Linked DNA regions of Mus musculus: region 1 is linked to region 2. Evidence: chromatin contacts called from public HiChIP or PLAC-seq data. All regions are on one chromosome and are shown on one strand. Each heading gives the region's core, a stretch centred on a gene start, on an enhancer-like site or on the middle of the called end of the contact. The rest is flanking DNA. Distances are from core to core; before and after follow the strand shown.

Region 1 (3,588 bases), core at 951-3,450, 2.1 Mb before region 2:
CAGAAAAAACCCACCAAATCACAGGATGCACACCCTCTGTAAAGACAAGGACAGTTTAGCATTTGCAATACAATGCCTCTGGCTCGACAGACATCCTTGTTTGTTCTGGAGGGGGGTAGAATTTGAGTTCCCGGCTTGTGGGGGAAGGAGGGAGGGAGGGAGGGAGGGAGGGAGGGAGGGAGGGAGGGAGGGAAGGAAGAAAGAGGAAGGTGAGGTGTAGGAGAATGACTACCCCTTTTATATAATTTTGAGCTGCATGGGAAATCAGAGGTCAAAGTGGTTCCAATGGCTTCTAGCAGAGGGAACTACAGGGCTAAGGGACAATTAGGCTCCAAAGGGAGATCCTAGACTTGGGTAGACTCAATGCGAATTTGGTAAATCATTAAACCTTTTGCCACAACCTTTGTTCCACCACTGGGAACACCATCACAGCCCCAGTTTTTCCAGTGCAGAAACATTTCTATAGTTTTTAGTCAGCTGGTAGTAAAAAGACTACTGGACAGAACCGAGGCAGACAAAGGTCTAGTCCTGCAATTCTCAACCTGTGGGTCCCCCGTAACCCCTGAAGGGGTTGCATATCAAATATCCTGCCTATTAGATATTTACATAACTACTCCTAACAGTAGCAAAATTACAGTTATGAAGTTGCAATGAAATGAATCACTGTTCTAGTCTAACCTCTGCTCACTTGCCAATTCAACCTCCATCAAGACTCCTACTCAATACATTAAGTTTAAGCAACAGAAAAAAGGTGGTTTTTCTTTTAATAGTCTTTTTTTTTTTTAAAGCACCTTTAACGCTGTATGATTGTGTACTGTAGTGGAGAGAAAATGAAAAACGTATTTTTCTTCCCTAAAAAAAGGCTGTAAGCCAATCTACACACATCCCAAAAGTTTAAACCACAGGATACCCTGGTAACTACCAAATCTAACTGATTCAACTCCCTAAGGACTCTACCTTTTGCCTAGGCTCAATTCTGGTACTAGCCAGGACAAGAACACACCCCCAGGGCTATTTCATTCTATTGGCTGGCAGGCAGTTCTGTAGTCTACACCCTTTAGATTTAATGTCAGGTCGCCCTGTTTGTCAGAGACCTTACTCTGCTCGATATTTTACATTTTCCAAGGGGAGAAAAGAGGCACAACACAAAAAGCCATCAGTGTAAAATTATAATAATTTAGAAGATTAGTAAGCTGCGCTGGTTAATCAAACTTTCAAGATTCCAACTCCAAAAAGAAGATAATTTTTCTCTGTTCTTGTATCGTCGGCTGCTGGCGTTAAGGGTTCACGGTCTATGACATGACAGGCACCGAGGCTAAAGAAAAGCTGTACAGTGTCCTCAGTGAAGTCAGCATCAACACAAGCAGAGGCTTGGGGTGAAGACTTGCCCAGTAAAAAGGCTGGCATATTACGTGGTAGTTTTAGGGCGGAAAAAAAAAATCAGTATCCTCTAAGGCTGCCACACCCGAGGCGGGGGAGCCCGAAGCGGGGCACGGCCTGCAGAACTGGGCTGGGCCGAGTAGCGGCCCGGGCTACGGGAGTCTGGAGGGGAGGGAGGACAGAAAGGGGCCGGAGGGCGCTCACCTCCCTTGCAGGGCGTGCGGTGCTGGCTGTGCTGGGCCCGGTAGCCTTCGATGACCTCCCAGGAGCCGTCGTCGCGCCGGATGGGGAAGGAGAGGCTCAACACATGGTTGCAGGGCTTGATGATCCTCAGGATGCCGCGCACCCGGTTCCGCTTCTGCTCCTCGCTCTCCCGGGTCTTCAGGTCTTCCACCAGCTTGTCCTCTACGATGCTGGCGCCGCGGTCGAAGAAGCCCTCCACCATCTTGAAGAAGTTGGGGTCGTCTTCGCGGTCGGCGGCCGCTTCGCTGTAGTGGCGCCGGGCGACCGGCGTGAGCCCGGGTTGCGGGGCGGCGGAGGGCTGTCCGCGGGCCCAGCCCAGCAGCGCGGCTGAGTCTGCAGCCGCAGAGCCCAGGGCAGCGGGCCCGGCGCGGGACAGCAGCAGCGCTTCGCCCAGACGGCGGTACATGGCGGCGGCGGCGGGCTGAGGCGAGTGCGGCGGGAGCTGTAAAGACCGGAGCTCGCAGGCCTGGACCGCGGGGAGGAAGGGCTGGGCGCGAGCTGCCCTTTTAAGCCGCGGCTTCCTGCTTGTCTGGCTGTCCCCTCCCCTGCGCCGCTTGTCGCCCCACCGGGAGGACGGACTTCGGCGGCCGCGCGCCGCCCAGGGCGCTGGGCCTCGCCTCCGCCGCGGCCTTGCCCGGCCTCCAGGCGGCGGCGCGTGCGGCTGCGGCGGCGGGGGGCGCGCCTTTGCAGATGGGCTTGGTGCGCATGCTCGCGGGCGGGGGCGGGGCTAGCGTGGACGCGCGCGGGCTGCGGCCCGGAGGCCTGGGCTCCTGAGAGCGGTCGGACGCGGCCGCGGCCCGGAAGGTCGGTCCCGTGTGCACGCGCGGCGGCCTGGGAGGTGGAAGCGGACTGCAGGGAGGCCTCGCTGGCTGGCCAGCAGCCCCGGCCGCATGAGTCACCAGGCCCCTCCTTTCCGCCTTGGGCCGGAACGGTGTGCGGATCCGCTGCGCGGCCGGCCGGAGAGTGACGCCGCGCCGAAGCCGAAGAGGCGCGGGGCAAATCCCGACTCATCCCGAATCCGACTGTTGAGGAACCGGGAAAGCAAGAAGCCTCAGGACAGGAGGGAGGCCCTGACCCCACAGGCCTTTACTTTGCACAAGGTTTTAATTTGTTGTAGGCAACTTCAGCGATTTTGAGGTAAAACAGTTATGCAAAGCATTGTTGACTCTTTCGCGTGCCACTTTATTTTACCTTTTTTTTTTTTTGAAAAGTCAGGGCCCCTGTAGCCCAGGCTTGCCCAGAACTCATGGGAACTTGCCTGCTTCTGCTCCCCCAGCCCACTCCCCTGAGTGCTAGGATTACAGGCTTGAGTCAGCACACCCGCACATAGTTGTAACTCCACCATTGACTGAGTGTGTGCCCCTCTTTTGGAATCACGTCCTAAAGTAAACTAGAAATATAATGTCTCAGTATATATATTTAATTTCTGCGACTCACTTTATGGATCAGGCTGGCCTTGTCTGAGTGCCTGAGTGCTTAGATTAAAGGAATGTGACATCCTGTGTGTGTGTGTGTGTGTATATACACACACACATATATATACACACATATATATACATATATATATACATACACATATTATTTAAATGGTCTAGGATCTGATTACTAAGTTATAATTTTCACAATGGTAGCCAGGCTTGAGTGCTACACTCTGGGAACCCCAGAACCTGAGAGGTGGGGGCAGGAGGATAGAGTTTGATTCCAGCCTGGGCAACATGAGATACTCATTTTTCTCAAACAAAGCTACAAGAAAATCCAGTTGAACACACACACACACACACACTAACATCCTTTAAGTCAAGCTACCTATCACGTGCCACATTACTAGTAAAATCACCCCAGAGTGCCTTGGCGATTTTGTAAACCCTTGGACTTTGTGACACTATTCATCTCTTACATGACTTTATTCATCTACTAAGCATGAAAGAGAAATTCTTAGTTCTTAAAATGTTTTGTACACGTGAA
Region 2 (3,370 bases), core at 244-2,743:
AGGACAGGACACGGCATTCCCTCCAGTACGCATCCACTTCTGTTCACTGCTGCCTGCAGCAGGGTCTAAGTGTAAAGCATCCCCCATCTAGACCAACTCCTTTAGTCCTGAGATTTCAACCAGGTTTTCTTTTCCATTTTCCATACACCAAACATATACAGACAGTTCAAGAAAACAAGACTAACCAAGTCCTTGCCTTACCCCGCCCCTTCACACAACTGAACACTCTTTAATAGCCTCTCACTGCCCTGAAAATGTAAAATTCAAGATCCTTAGTACTGTCCACACTTACTCAGCAGAGTAGGATCACTGTCCTAATTCTCTGCAGCCCATCTCTCACCATTCCACCGTTGATTCTGCGCACCCACTGCATATCTGAAGTACCTCTTTACTTTCTTCTCCAGTACTCACAGTAAGTACCAAACCTTCTGGACTACCATAACTAACTTAAGTATACTTAATTCCTACCAAAACAATGGCTCCTTCATGAACAACAACATCCATTACTCTCTGTTACAGGTATTTGACTTGTGCTATTGTTTCTCTCTCCTCACAGATTTCAAGGTACGAAAGAAGAGACCAAGTTCCTCGTGTTCAACATCGTGTGCCAGGGACAAATACAATCCAGCAAGCTAAGGCTAACAGCTCTGCACTCTGGAAGTCAGCTCTCACTGAGTCTACTGCAACAACTTTCTTTACGATTTTTGGAGACTGAAGCGCCCTTCTGCTTCACATACACAACTAGACTTCCTTAACAGGGCAAATTCTCTATCCAAGCTGAGGAAAGTATCCCGGGGAGGTCCGGTAACTACCTGTCCAACAAAGTTTTCCACAACACACATGCCACTAGTAAAACTGTAGCGCCTCTCATTGGAGTGGCATCTAGTGATTGAACATCGGGGTCATCAGAGTGGTGGAAACAAGATCAGTTAGGAGTGACTGGAGTCTCCTGGTCCTCACACTGAAACAAGGACAAAGATTTTTTTTTTCCCACGTACCAAACGAGGTGGCGTTGCCTCTGTGCGGTCCCGCCCGCCCCGAGACGCAGGCTGGCGAGGACGGAGGGACCCTGAACTGGACGGGAGCGTCCTTGGGGTCGAGAACACGCCTCTGCCTGCCAGGGAAGCTCCGGGAGTCCGAGGCAGTCGGCGCAGAAGTTCCAGCGGCGCCCCAGCGGGGCCGCTTCGTGCAGGGCTCCCAGCCGGGGCCCGCACTCATGCTGGGACCCGCAGCACACAGTCCCCGGGCCGGCCCGGGCGGAGAGCCTCATTCACTAACCCGGACAGGGACGGACTGCGCCTCCTTCTCGGCGCGCCGCGCACCATTCCCTCTCCGCAGCGGCCCGCCTGGAGGCTGCCACTCCTCGGGCCTTCGAGCGAGACCCTCGCTGCGCAGCCGCTTGCCTCCGCTCGGCAGCAGGGAGCCCACCAGCCCCGGGACGCGCCGCTTCCACTCGGCTCGAGATCGGGCTCCGGCTCCAGGCTCACTTTCCCACCACCGGAAAGCAGCCGTCTCGCGCTTCCCACTTCCGGGCCGCACACAGCCGTAAAGCGGAAGTGCGATACTTCACGGGAGCCGGCGCCCGGAAGGTCAGCGTGGTGAAGGTGGCAGGAGCAACGCGGGTCTTCCCGCTGTTGCTTGTCGCGGCCACGGCCGAGCATACGTCCCCGGCCTGAGGTGGTGGTGGCGAGCCCACCGCCGTTTGCTGCGACCTCATGGAAGGTGGCGGAGGAAGTAGCAACAAATCCACCAGCGGGTTAGCTGGCTTCTTCGGAGCCGGAGGAGCGGGTTACTCGAACGCTGATTTGGCCGGCGTCCCGCGTGAGTATCGGGCCTCGCCTGCTCCCCTTTCTGACTCCTTCCTGGGACAGCTAGAAATGTGTAACGTTCCTGTCCCTTTTCCTGCTCGCCTTTACGAGATTCACCGCCGGTGATTGGGTTTCAAGGCTGAACGAATTTGGGGGATCGTAAATCCCCGGGAAGCTCTTTTAGTGACCTAGTTTCGAGAGGAAACACAAAATGTCCTCCTCTTTAGTGCCCCGTCCCGTCTTTTCTCGTCACACGCTTTTCTGTATGCTTGGCCCTGTTAGGAGACCCTAGTTCTAGAAATAAACATTCCAAATAACAAGCGCGCTATTAATTTTTTTTCACACGGCTTTTAAATATTTCTAAACCAGTTAGGCGAAAACATTTTTCGTTCTTTGTGCGTGTGAGAGACAATTCAGGAAATCAGAAGGAGCTGGGGAAGCAAACGAAACTTTTAAGAGATTTTTAAACAAGAAAAAAGAGCCAAATTCTGAAAGCGATATAAGCAAATTCAAAGATGCAGAGGCATGAATTCCCAGCCTGTTGGCCCTTCTCAATCACCTAAGTATGTCTTTCAGGCTTTTAATGTTTTGTAATTATGGATATTCGACTGGATAAGTAGAGCTTGGGAGTTAATGTTTAATAACACTTTACTAAAGTGTTTCTTCTTGCTAATCCTCTAAGTAAAACCTTTACACTTAAAAACATTCAGAAAGCCGTTTGATAACCCTAATGTCTGCTGTCAAAACTTGAGTCCAGGACACAATTTATGTGTATCTTAGGATATCTCAGTTGCATAACATGAAGGGCACTACTTAAGGTGAGAGAGTACACATACTACTGAGGAGAGTAACGTGAGGACACAGAAGTTAGTGATAGATGACATGGCAATTGAAATAGGACCCTGAGATGGTGGTGGTGGTGATGGGCCGTGAAGGTTGTTGGAGAACAGGTTAGAGAAAACAGCTTGGGAGTTGAAGTTAGAGCTGTGACCTGAATTTAGCAACAAGTGCTTGAGAGACAGAACAAACCTGCTGTGTTTCTTGAGAAGCTATTGGGTCAGTTTGTCTTTAGAGTTGCAAGGGAATGAACTGATACAAGATTGATTGTAAGAGTTGAGAGGCAAGCCGGGCGTGGTGGCACACGCCTTTAATCCCAGCACTCGAGAGGCAGAGGCAGGCGGATTTCTGAGTTCGAGGCCAGCCTGGCCTACAAAGTGAGCTCCAGAACAGCCAGGGCTACACAGAGAAACCCTGTCTCGAAAAACCAAAAAAAAAAAAGAGTTGAGAGGCAGGAAACAGCAACAAATACAAGCTTTTATAAGCAAGGAAGGGGGGATTAGATTTGATCTAATTGTAGATGAAAGCCATTAGGGCTGATTTCATAATTTCTACAGAGAAAGTGTGTTGAAGGGATAAGAGAAAGTAAGAAATGGTTGGTATGAGATGGGATGCTTGTGTAACAATTGGAAGTCTGAAATAACAGGACTTAAAATTGATCAATAGGCTGGGCGTGGTGGCGCACGCCTTTAATCCCAGCACTTGGGAGGCAGAGGCAGGCGGAT

What was found. HiChIP or PLAC-seq counts read pairs in DNA pulled down with a chosen protein or histone mark.
Region 1: an H3K27ac HiChIP or PLAC-seq map of thymic regulatory T cells shows a contact between it and region 2, with 7 times the contacts expected there. The contact joins the promoter of Glud1 here to the promoter of Parg in region 2.

What each region holds. Positions count from the first base shown.
Region 1 is chr14:34,309,339-34,312,926 of GRCm38.p6, reverse strand. It overlaps Glud1 (glutamate dehydrogenase 1), which reads right to left and starts at 2,200. Exons shown (of 13, transcript NM_008133.4): 1 at 1,585-2,200. The coding sequence starts at 2,029. Shld2 (shieldin complex subunit 2) reads left to right here and starts at 2,410. Exons shown (of 10, transcript NM_001360074.1): 1 at 2,410-2,760.
Region 2 is chr14:32,200,094-32,203,463 of GRCm38.p6, reverse strand. Parg (poly (ADP-ribose) glycohydrolase) reads right to left here and starts at 1,493. Exons shown (of 18, transcript NM_011960.3): 1 at 999-1,493. The coding sequence starts at 1,218. It overlaps Timm23 (translocase of inner mitochondrial membrane 23), which reads left to right and starts at 1,573. Exons shown (of 7, transcript NM_016897.3): 1 at 1,573-1,821. The coding sequence starts at 1,716.